Linked DNA regions of Mus musculus: all the other regions are linked to region 2. A link is a contact called in public promoter capture Hi-C data. All regions are on one chromosome and are shown on one strand. The core of a region is the stretch at or near the end of the contact, and the rest is flanking DNA. Distances in the headings are between cores, read along the strand shown. Region 1 has its middle 46 kb from the start of Gm23911. Region 2 holds the start of Gabra5 (gamma-aminobutyric acid (GABA) A receptor, subunit alpha 5). Region 3 has its middle 13 kb from the start of Gm23911.

What was found. Promoter capture Hi-C pulls out the DNA fragments that hold promoters and counts their contacts.
Region 1: a promoter capture Hi-C map of stem cell-derived epiblast-like cells shows a contact between it and region 2, with 3 times the contacts expected there. The contact joins the enhancer-like site here to the promoter of Gabra5 in region 2. A contact is called at or near these places in 4 of 39 promoter capture datasets (cranial neural crest, liver and stem cell-derived epiblast-like cells), 1 of 484 Hi-C or Micro-C datasets (embryonic stem cells), 3 of 115 datasets of contacts at active chromatin or transcription factors (embryonic forebrain and embryonic stem cells) and 1 of 9 other capture datasets (embryonic stem cells).
Region 3: a promoter capture Hi-C map of hippocampal neurons shows a contact between it and region 2, with 7 times the contacts expected there. The contact joins the enhancer-like site here to the promoter of Gabra5 in region 2. A contact is called at or near these places in 3 of 39 promoter capture datasets (hippocampal neurons, liver and neural stem cells), 2 of 484 Hi-C or Micro-C datasets (cerebral cortex and cortical neurons) and 3 of 115 datasets of contacts at active chromatin or transcription factors (embryonic forebrain, forebrain and stem cell-derived neural progenitor cells).

What each region holds. Positions count from the first base shown.
Region 1 is chr7:57,957,245-57,960,289 of GRCm38.p6, reverse strand. No RefSeq gene overlaps it. Among named protein-coding and RNA genes, the nearest start is that of Gm23911, 46 kb to the left of the region's middle. Within about 2 kb of position 1,274, at least 10 of the 459 cell types and tissues checked have an H3K27ac peak or open chromatin away from gene starts, as enhancers often do. A contact at or near this core is called in stem cell-derived epiblast-like cells, where this site is marked.
Region 2 is chr7:57,508,501-57,511,760 of GRCm38.p6, reverse strand. It overlaps Gabra5 (gamma-aminobutyric acid (GABA) A receptor, subunit alpha 5), which reads left to right and starts at 1,752. Exons shown (of 11, transcript NM_001362162.1): 1 at 1,752-2,021; 2 at 3,204-3,260.
Region 3 is chr7:57,991,209-57,994,187 of GRCm38.p6, reverse strand. No RefSeq gene overlaps it. Among named protein-coding and RNA genes, the nearest start is that of Gm23911, 13 kb to the left of the region's middle. Within about 2 kb of position 1,642, at least 11 of the 459 cell types and tissues checked have an H3K27ac peak or open chromatin away from gene starts, as enhancers often do. A contact at or near this core is called in hippocampal neurons, where this site is marked.

The DNA of each region.
Region 1 (3,045 bases), core at 25-2,524, 450 kb before region 2:
TCCTTTTGTTTTGTGAGCAGGTCTAGCAAATTAATCAAATGTGAGACTGGATATGGGAATCCTTGTTTACAGCTTGAAGACAGGAGACACACCTGGGGTTTATGATTGGCATCTGAAGTGTCCGGATGTTATTCTTAGCAACCAATCTCTCAACGTGTGAGAACTAACTTAACTGTGTCTCCAGGTATGTAAGTGTTGGAATTGAATTAAATTGAGGGATTCCCAACAGGTGTTAACTGCAGAATCACTTTCTTACTTACTGTATTAGGACTCTCCCCCAAAATAATCTGGCTCAGAACCCTGTTGCAAATGCATAATGAGTTTGAATAAGACTTTTTTTTTTCCCATTTACTTTCAGACAAGATTCTTTTAAAATCCCAGGAATGTGTAAAACAGTTGAATTTTCTTTATTGCAGTAGAGAATGCTAGGAAAAACTCTACCCTCTCACAAGTGAATAGAGTAATCCTGAGACAATATCTCAGGGTCTATTCTCACAACAGATACATGAATGGGAAAGGCAGCAAAGTAAAGGAGGAGATGTGAAAAGTGATTGTTAGGTCCCAATCCTGCCAAAGTGGCAGTGCTACTGTGCCACAGACCCTCTTGGTCCCTTGTCTGTGTAGGACGGGTCTCTGGTTGCAGATGGGCAAGGAGTCTGCAGGAATGACAGACAGATGCACACAGGAGATTGTGTAGAATCTGAATGTATTGTCACAAAGTGAACACGAGTCTTATATAATACAGAAAACAAAGGGGTTGGATGTCACAGCAGGCAAAGTACATTGAAGTTACCTGACACAAAACAAAGGAATGACTTCAGAAGGACTTACAGGAGCCAGGTAAATGTTTACAGTAAAGATAAAGCAGTCCTGCCTAGGGTCAGCTTAATGACAGCTAAGGATTTCACACCCTAGTCACAATTTGTGCTACTCCTTTGAGCCTTGTGAAAGCTAGCACCAGGGGGTTCTGCTCTAGCAGACCTTCTCATGAATAATGCAATACCACAACCCCCCTATTTCCTAGGCCTTGATAAATTCTTGTATGAGTGTAACTTGGCTGTTCTTTTAAGTATCTGTGGAGAACCTCCATTTGTTAGAAGAATCCACCAACTTGCTTCTAATATGCAATGTAGCCTGCTATGCCTGGCTGTAGTGAAGATTCCTGTCTCAGTGGGATTCCCTAATTCTTTCATGGTAAACCCACCTATTACCTAGGCCATTGTGTTTGGGTAAGACTGGCTATTGTCCCAAGCAAACACTCTGCAGACCAGCCCCAAGCTATTCCAGCTCTGTTCTTTGTAATACCTAATTAGTTTCACTGTCTCTACTAGAAGTAAGTTGAATGTTACAGAATAGATAACCTTCTCACTGAATTCCTACTGAATTCCAAGGTTGTTGGCTTCAAGGATTTTCTGGGACGTTGGAACACTGGTGAAGGCTTAGCTATGCCAGAATTCAATCTTAAAAGGCACTTTTAATAAAATAATACTAAAAGAGAGCACATAGATCCATACACCAGACTAATGCGGGGATAGGGTAAGAGTAGGTTATGAGAATGCCAAAGTTTCAGGAGGTGAGTTTCCGTGAAACTCTTTGCTTTGTGAGTGCTCCCAGGCCTCTCGCCCTGCCAAGCAAACTTCACTGGAGTGTACGTAGCACTACTGAAGCTTTCATAGCTGATGTCTAAGCACAGCTCAGGCTCTGACCAGGTAAACAGAAGGATTACTACTTAAAGCCAGAATTCTTAAGAAACCTTGTAAAATGGGTTTCTGTTCTCCAGAAAATGCCATTCCATTAAAACTTGACACTACAATACTCTACCTCTTGAAAGAACATCTAGTTCTTTATTTTTTTTCCGATAAGCCCTTAAGAGAATGGTGCCCACCCTTACTAATGCTACAATCCTGTAATACAGATCCTCATATTGTGGTGACCCACCCTTCCCAAATAATCATTTTGTTGTTATGTCAGAACTATAATTTTAATACTGTTCTGAATCATAGTATAGATATCTGATATGTGACCCTCTTGGGTGTCCTACAGATTAGGAACCACACCTCTAACAGATCAAAACCTCACATTATTTCCCAAGATGTTTCAACTAACTCTCCAAAATCCAGAGGCAATATAATCTCTTATAACTGGCAAGACCCTCTACCATTTTTGCTATTCCCTCTGCTTCATTATTTGGCAGTTTTGAACTACACCAAATAAGAATTTCTTTGTGTCCATGTAGTTGTCTAGTTGGTGTTTGACTGAACACTTGCTTACATGAATGATGCTGAGGTTTCACTTCCTTCAGTGATTCAAAGGACCAGACTTAATTTCATTTCTCAGCCTACTTTGGTTTGTAGATGGTCCCATCACCCCTTACTTAAATTTGGTTTAATTGGAGCTAGAGAATGGTTATTGTGTCATTGACCCAATGATCCTACAAGGTAATGGAACATCCTCCCTTTTACATTGCAATTGTGTTTGACTTACTCTTCCCCCGAAGCTGTATACACCTAGCTCCACTGGACCTGCACAAACCCATCTCCAGCTCTCCCATTTGTCCAGAGTGTCCCAGTACACAGGTTAAGAGACTACCTGCAATTAATGCAGTCTCTGAGAGTTGATCCACGTTTTCTGGACTGCCTTCCTTTTGGTTGATCTTGCTCACACAAAGATGTTTGAGGACAAAATCAATAGGCAAGCAAACTACATCACTTCTAGGTATAAGATAAAGTTTGTAGTGTAATCAGAAAAGGCCCTATTTAATTGCCAATTTCTTTGAAGTAACTCTCAACTCAAGCTATTTCTTAGTAGCTTCCTTATGAATGTCAGAAATTTCAGGCTGGTTGTGTTCTCAGAGTGAAAACAGTATCCTGGATCTGAGGCAAGCTTATTCAAAATGAAATCACCTCTCACTGATAAAGCAAGAGACTAACCTACATGCTCAGTGTTTGTTACTCTGGCAGTCAAAGTCATTACAGGATGTCATTTTTGTGATAATTCATAAGATTCTTTAAATATAACACAGTGCATGAGATATGATTTTGTACA
Region 2 (3,260 bases), core at 503-3,002:
AAGTTGCAAGAAGAAAAGGTCCCTTTGAGGAGGAGTCCTAGGGATTTCCGTGGCATTGCCTCTGAGTTTGTGGCTAGTTAGTCCTCTGCAGCTGGGAGGGCAGGGTTTCAGGATGGTGCTCATCAGGAGCAACCAGTAAAAGGAGGGGTTGCCCTCTATTCCCTTTCAAGGGTACACTTCTGATGGCCCAGCACCTAACACCACTCCCCACCTGCCTCACTAGCAGGTAATCAAGACTCTAGAACCCGAATCTTCAGGGGACCTTCAGAATCTTAACTATAGACTACTCAGGGAACTTTATCCTAGTGGCACATCTTCAGAGAACTCAGCAAATGGAGAAATCCATGTGTGCAATTTATCCATCTTAGAAAAGCCACTTGAATGAATGAATATGTTCTATCAAGAAGAATCCCTTGTCTCAGAGTCATTTAAGACTATGGCTAACTATATAGTCATGGTAAGCTCTATTACATGTGTGCAAAAAAGGTAATACTTATATCCTGTTTCTGAAATAATTTTACAGGTTCTCATTTTGGAAAAATCAGAGTTTCTATAATGTGTAAAAGTGCCATTAAGTACTTTGGCCCAACTGGAGAATGGGTAGAGGCTTGGGTGGGCTTTTCTGCTCAGCGCTGTTAAAGAAGGATCCAACAGGGAGAGAGAGATTTGACTGTTCGTGCTGTCACTTAGAAGTCACTGAACAGTCTGTGCCCCACAAAATTTGCAACACCGAAGCAAACCCCAGGATTTCGATTCAAGTCTTTTCTGGTGTTTTGTTTTGTTTTGGACAGGTTAGCATGGATACCAGGAGGGCATAGAACTCAGTAGACTGCACAATAACCTTGAGCTTCTGCTCTTCCTCCTGGGTTCTGGGATTGCAGGCATATGCCAACAGTGCGGGGATTACATAGCGCAGGGAATGGAACCCAGTGCTTTCTGTACGCTAAGCAAGCTCTAAGCTTACTCCAGTGGAAACAACACACTGCAGTAGAGAAAGGAGCTGCCTCCGCGTCCAGTTTGTGTAACATTTGAAAGGGCCTTTTCTTCCCAGTCGTAATTGGTCCTGGCTGCCCTTGTCTCGCATAAACTATGATACTGACATTGGACCAACACGTTAATCAACCGCAAGTGCCCGCTGAGAAGGTAATATCTTCCTTCCAGCCCCCAGAGGGGCACAGAAAAGCTTTGCACCGCCTGTGACCTACTTTTATATCTGCGACCCCATACTCTGTATCTGCATTAAGGATGCTATAGCTTATCAAGGAATGAGTCTTCACTAACGTCCTAAACATGCACTGCTATTGTGAAAGGGTTTCACTGTAAGATCCAGCAATAATTACTCTTCGTGAATTAAATGATGAGGGTTCTCTTGCACCAGTTTCTTTCTGAAAAGAATGGCTGGGTAAATTCAAGGTTGCTCCTGAGTTAGAACAAAAAGTGCTGGCCATCCTACCTGACATAAGCATCCACCTAGGTTACAGATGCTGATGTCAGTCCCCACACCTTGCCTCCTCTGTCCTAAAAGGTGACTAGCGATTATTCCAGGGGGAACCAAATATGCTTCCAATGCCCACAAGCAACTTCAGCAGAAACATGGTCTTTCCCGAAGCGGGTCAGACAGTAGCTCCCATGCCCGCTTCCTGGGCTGAGCGGGGGCCGGGGGCCGTGCATTTGATGAGAGTCTGGCGGCCTCTACCGGGCGCCTAGGCAGAGGGACGTTCCTCAAACCCAGAGACGACATGTGGCGCTTTGGAGAGGTGAGAGCGAGCGCGAGTCCGCCGGGGGCGCTGGGGGAATCTGCAGCGGGGCAACGCGCGGCCTCAGGCGCGGCGCGGAACAGAGCCGCAAGGCGGCAGCGGGAGCGCAGGGCTCCGGGGCTCCTCGGCGCCGAGCGCCGGGCAAGTTCGCTCCGGCAGTATGGGGCGGTGACACCGCACCAGCCAGCCGCGCAGGGACAGCGGGCGGCGGCGAAGCAGGATGCGCCCTCGCCGACGGCTCGCCAGCCGGGGCCCGCGCGTAGGGTAAGGAGCTGCGGCGGCCACCGTTGCGGGCACCCCGGCCTCAGAATCAGGAAGAGCGCAGGGCAGTTGGGCGCTCTCGGATCCCGCAGTGCAAACTTTGCCCGGAGACTGCGGAGGCCACCAGCACGGAGGGCAGGGGATCCGGTGGCGCGGCTGGACGGGGCTGTGGGCGCAGCGCCTCCTGGTTCGCGGTGGACAGCAGAGAGCTGCTGCTTGCGGCCGTCGTGGAGCTCGCCGGCCTGGAAGGCGGCTCCCGCTCAGGAGCAGGGGCGCGCGGTGGGCGCGGGCCCCACTTGGTGTCGCGCGCCTGTCGCGCGGGTTGCTCGAGGCCGGGCTCTGGCTGCGCCGCCACTGCACCGCGCGCAGCAGAGGAAGAAGGCGCTGCCTGCCGAGCGCTCAGCTGGCGGGCTTGGGGGCTAAGGAGGTCTGGAGGGACGAGCCTGAGGGCAGGACCACCAGAGGTGTCCGGTGGCGCTGCGGAGCGGCAGCAGGTGCGGGGTGGCGGAGGCTGCGGCTCCGCAGTGCCACCCCTTATCCCACCTGCGCTGTGCGCCAGCACTGGTGAGCTCGCACCGGAATCTGGGGGGCCCCAGGGAGAGCAGTCTCGCTGTGGGGATCGAGAAGTCGGGGGCTCAGGGGCAGCAGAAGGCACCGCCCGGGTTTTCCTGCATGCGGCGCCGCGTGCTCGCCGCCTAGACTCGCCTGGCTACCGGCGCCGAGCCCTAGGATTCGCCCAAGCGACCACCGCATGCCAGCCTTCTATTCTTGAAGGGAATCTCAGAGGGCCTTATCCTTCGAGATGGAAGTACCTGTTGTGTGGTTTTTCAGTTCTGGACTTTGGGGTTGGGGGGTGTCTCCGTAGAAATGTGTTTCTTTTGGAACTCTGGCTTGCTCGTGTGCATTGAGCATCTATTTGCGTTATGCGCATGTTGAGATGTTATGTGCCTTCTCTAAGGTTGCTGCTGGCCCAGGGTCAGTGCTTGCTTGGATTACCACTGCGCTAACCAGCGTCTAGCTAAGAACAGAGATATGTTCCAAGTGTCGTGATTACTAAGCCATGTAGTCCTGGGGGCAGAATGCCAACCCAGAAAGTCTGACCCTCACCGGCAAGTCTACCATTGCGATCCTATAGAAGACGTGTTTCTGACATGTGCCTTTCCCCCTCTTCCCACACACTTTCAGCACCTTGCAGAACAAGAAGCAGCTTGCTGGCTTTGAACGTGTGGCAAATATTTCAGA
Region 3 (2,979 bases), core at 393-2,892, 480 kb before region 2:
GCCCTTGGCTTCCTGAAAATGAATTCTCAAAATAGAGCTACATTAGGAAACCCCGAGAGTCCCCCTGGCAAGTGACTATCAATTCTAGTACACCTGCATGTTGGGTGTATTATTTATATTGTCAACAGATTCAAAACCAGATTCAAATTTGCCATCTATGGCCTAGAGGCACTCATAAAGCTAACTTAATTTACTATTCTAATCTTTCAGGGGAAAACACTGAGAGCACCACAGGCAAAATGTCTAGGACCACATAGTTTTAAGTGGAAAAAAAAAAGACAGAGAATTCCTTTTGTCAGGGTAGGGCCACGTGCAACAACATTCCTTTTTATCCTCAGACACTTTCCACTCACTAACAGTGGTCAATGAGCACTGTGTGCTCCACAGTGACTCTGATCATCAGTATGTGGAGCAAAGCAAATCAGACCGTCACTCAAGCAACTATTACTGTTCTTCCTCTGGGAGGTGTGCTCTGCATGTCCTCTCATATAGTTCAGAGAGAGTCATTTAGTCTCTGCACACAGGCCATTCTCTCTCTTCCCCATAGTTGGTATTACCTTAGAAACTAAGGAACTCACTTTCTGAGGACAAGTCATACAAGCAGGAAGTAAACACACATAATCTTACTTAGTCCTCCTAATTATCGTCTGTGGTATTCCTACCTTCACACTAGAAAGGAAACAGGACCATGAAAGCTGGTTTGCTTGCTTTTCTCTTTTGGTGCTGATTTGTATCTGAGCATCAACCATACTAGGCAAGCATTCTGCCACTGACTTCCACTTCTGCATCTGAAAGTGACATATTTTAGGAAGTATAAATGGATCAGCCACTTAGATGGACACGATCTGTGTGACTCAAAAGCCACAATTCCAAGCAGGGTTTGGCTAGAGCAATAACCAATATTAAACAGTCCAAAGAACAACTAAAATTCGTTTTCCATTGTTGAGATTAGACTGAAGGCAGTCAAACATTTGTCTTTTTTTCATTTTTGCTTAAATTAAGGGGTTGATATTAGAGAGCAAAATTACAAAGTGAAAAATCCAAGCTGATAAATCAACGGGAAAACAGATATTTCAGCTGCCTTTATATATCTAGAGTCAACATTCAGAGAGCCTAGATTAATAGAGCAAACAGAGAGATGATTACCCTGGTAACAAAATCTCCATTAAGCCTCGCTGGAGGAGAAAATGAAAAGTTTGAACATCTGTCGGGTTCAACTAGAGTTCATGGAGGATAGAGAGTCTCCCGTGTTCTTAGCTTTCTTAAAATCAAGGTTCCCAGAATCAAAATACAAGCCCCCACCTAGGGGAGCAGCTGCCCGTAAACCCAGTAGAGCCCAGGAGCAATATAGACCGATCCAGGCCATCCATACCCATTCTTGGAATAAAATAAGTTTGACCCTTCAGGCTTCTTCCCAGGATTCAGTAAACCGTGGCCAGAAAAACAAATTTAGCCTCTGACTGTAGACTCGCTTTAAATAAGAACTTATTGGCATGAGTTGCATTTGATAGGAAAAGCCATCTGCTATTTTCCCCACCCCCAAATGCCATTTTTGTCTCAGCAGATGAAGAGAGAGCCTACACCAAATATGGCAGTTCTCTCAGTTTCCTTTTTTCTTTTATGTAGCAGAACAATATAACCTACCACCACACGGTCACTGTTCTCTTGGCAACTCCTTCCTACACCAGTCTCCATTCTCTGCCAGTCTGTGGTAGTCTTGGTCTACTTTATACTCCGGAAAAAAACTGCCTCTATAATCCACATCTCAGCGATGTGGATTACATCCTCATCTCTTTATTTTTGTTCATGGATGATTTCCCTAACCCTGAGTCTCCTATGCAACCCATGGTGCCACAATTGACATCTCCTCCTCAGTGCTTGAAGCAAGAGGAGCGTTGAGTCTGAATGAAACAGCAGCCGATGTGGACATTGCACTGATACAGTCTAGGGGTTTTGATACTGCTTAGGTGTCTTGATCCTGTTCATTTTCTCTGCCAATTAAATAATTAAAAGTCAGAAAAATATCTGAGCAGAGAAATCTCAAGCAACACAGAAAGAATTAGCTGTTGAAGAAAAGTGTTTATTGGGGGTGATGAAGCGATACAGAAAAATAAGCAGACTTGGGAAGCTGAAAAATCCAGTCTCTTCAAGTCTGGGGGCTTTGAAGTCTCTGAAGCATCTTCCTCTTGGAATTTAAGGTTGGTCAGTTCGAAGGAAACTGGAATGGTTTACTGGCCCAGAACTGTTGTGTACATGTCCTCACTAAGCTTTGAACTTAATGAGTCACATCAGCACGTGGCCTGTGGATGAGAGACAAAATCTCACAAAGCCTTCTTTTCAAGCTGCTAGCCCTTTGTCTCAAGAGAAGGGTAAGGAAGAAGCTAGCCATTTTGAAAATTCACATTTATTACCAACTCTTGGCTCCTCTCTCTGTCTCCCTAAAAGGGAGTCTGTTGGTCTCATTTCCTTCTCTAAGAGGTCACACCCTAATTGCTGTTAGGATCTTGCAGGGACTGACTGCTTTTAACTGCTTCTAGCTGAAAAAAAAAAGGTCTATGACTGAGGAACAGCAGTCAGAGTTACCCAGAGGAGGGTCTATCTAAGGGGCCACATTAAACCTTAACCAATGAGAATGATCCAGAGCATATGACAGCTGTTCGGAGATGGCACACGTCTCTGGAGCCCATCATATGAGTAAGGCAGTATCTGTAGCATATGAAAAGTGAGATTGTTCGAGGTTCTGTAACTCTTCCTGAGAGCACAATTAGAAAAATAGGTGAGGCCGCTTTGCCTTTATTAGAGGAAGAGCATACTCAACCCAAACCACACAAAGAAGGCGTTGTCGTAGGCATCAATGAGATTTACCTTCACGTGTACACTGTGGAGGAGGCCATTTGTCTCGCTTAAGGATCCAGGAGCCTTTCTACAGCCAATGTTAGTTTAGAAGTCAGCCATTGACTTTCTTCAAGCACTAAGAGA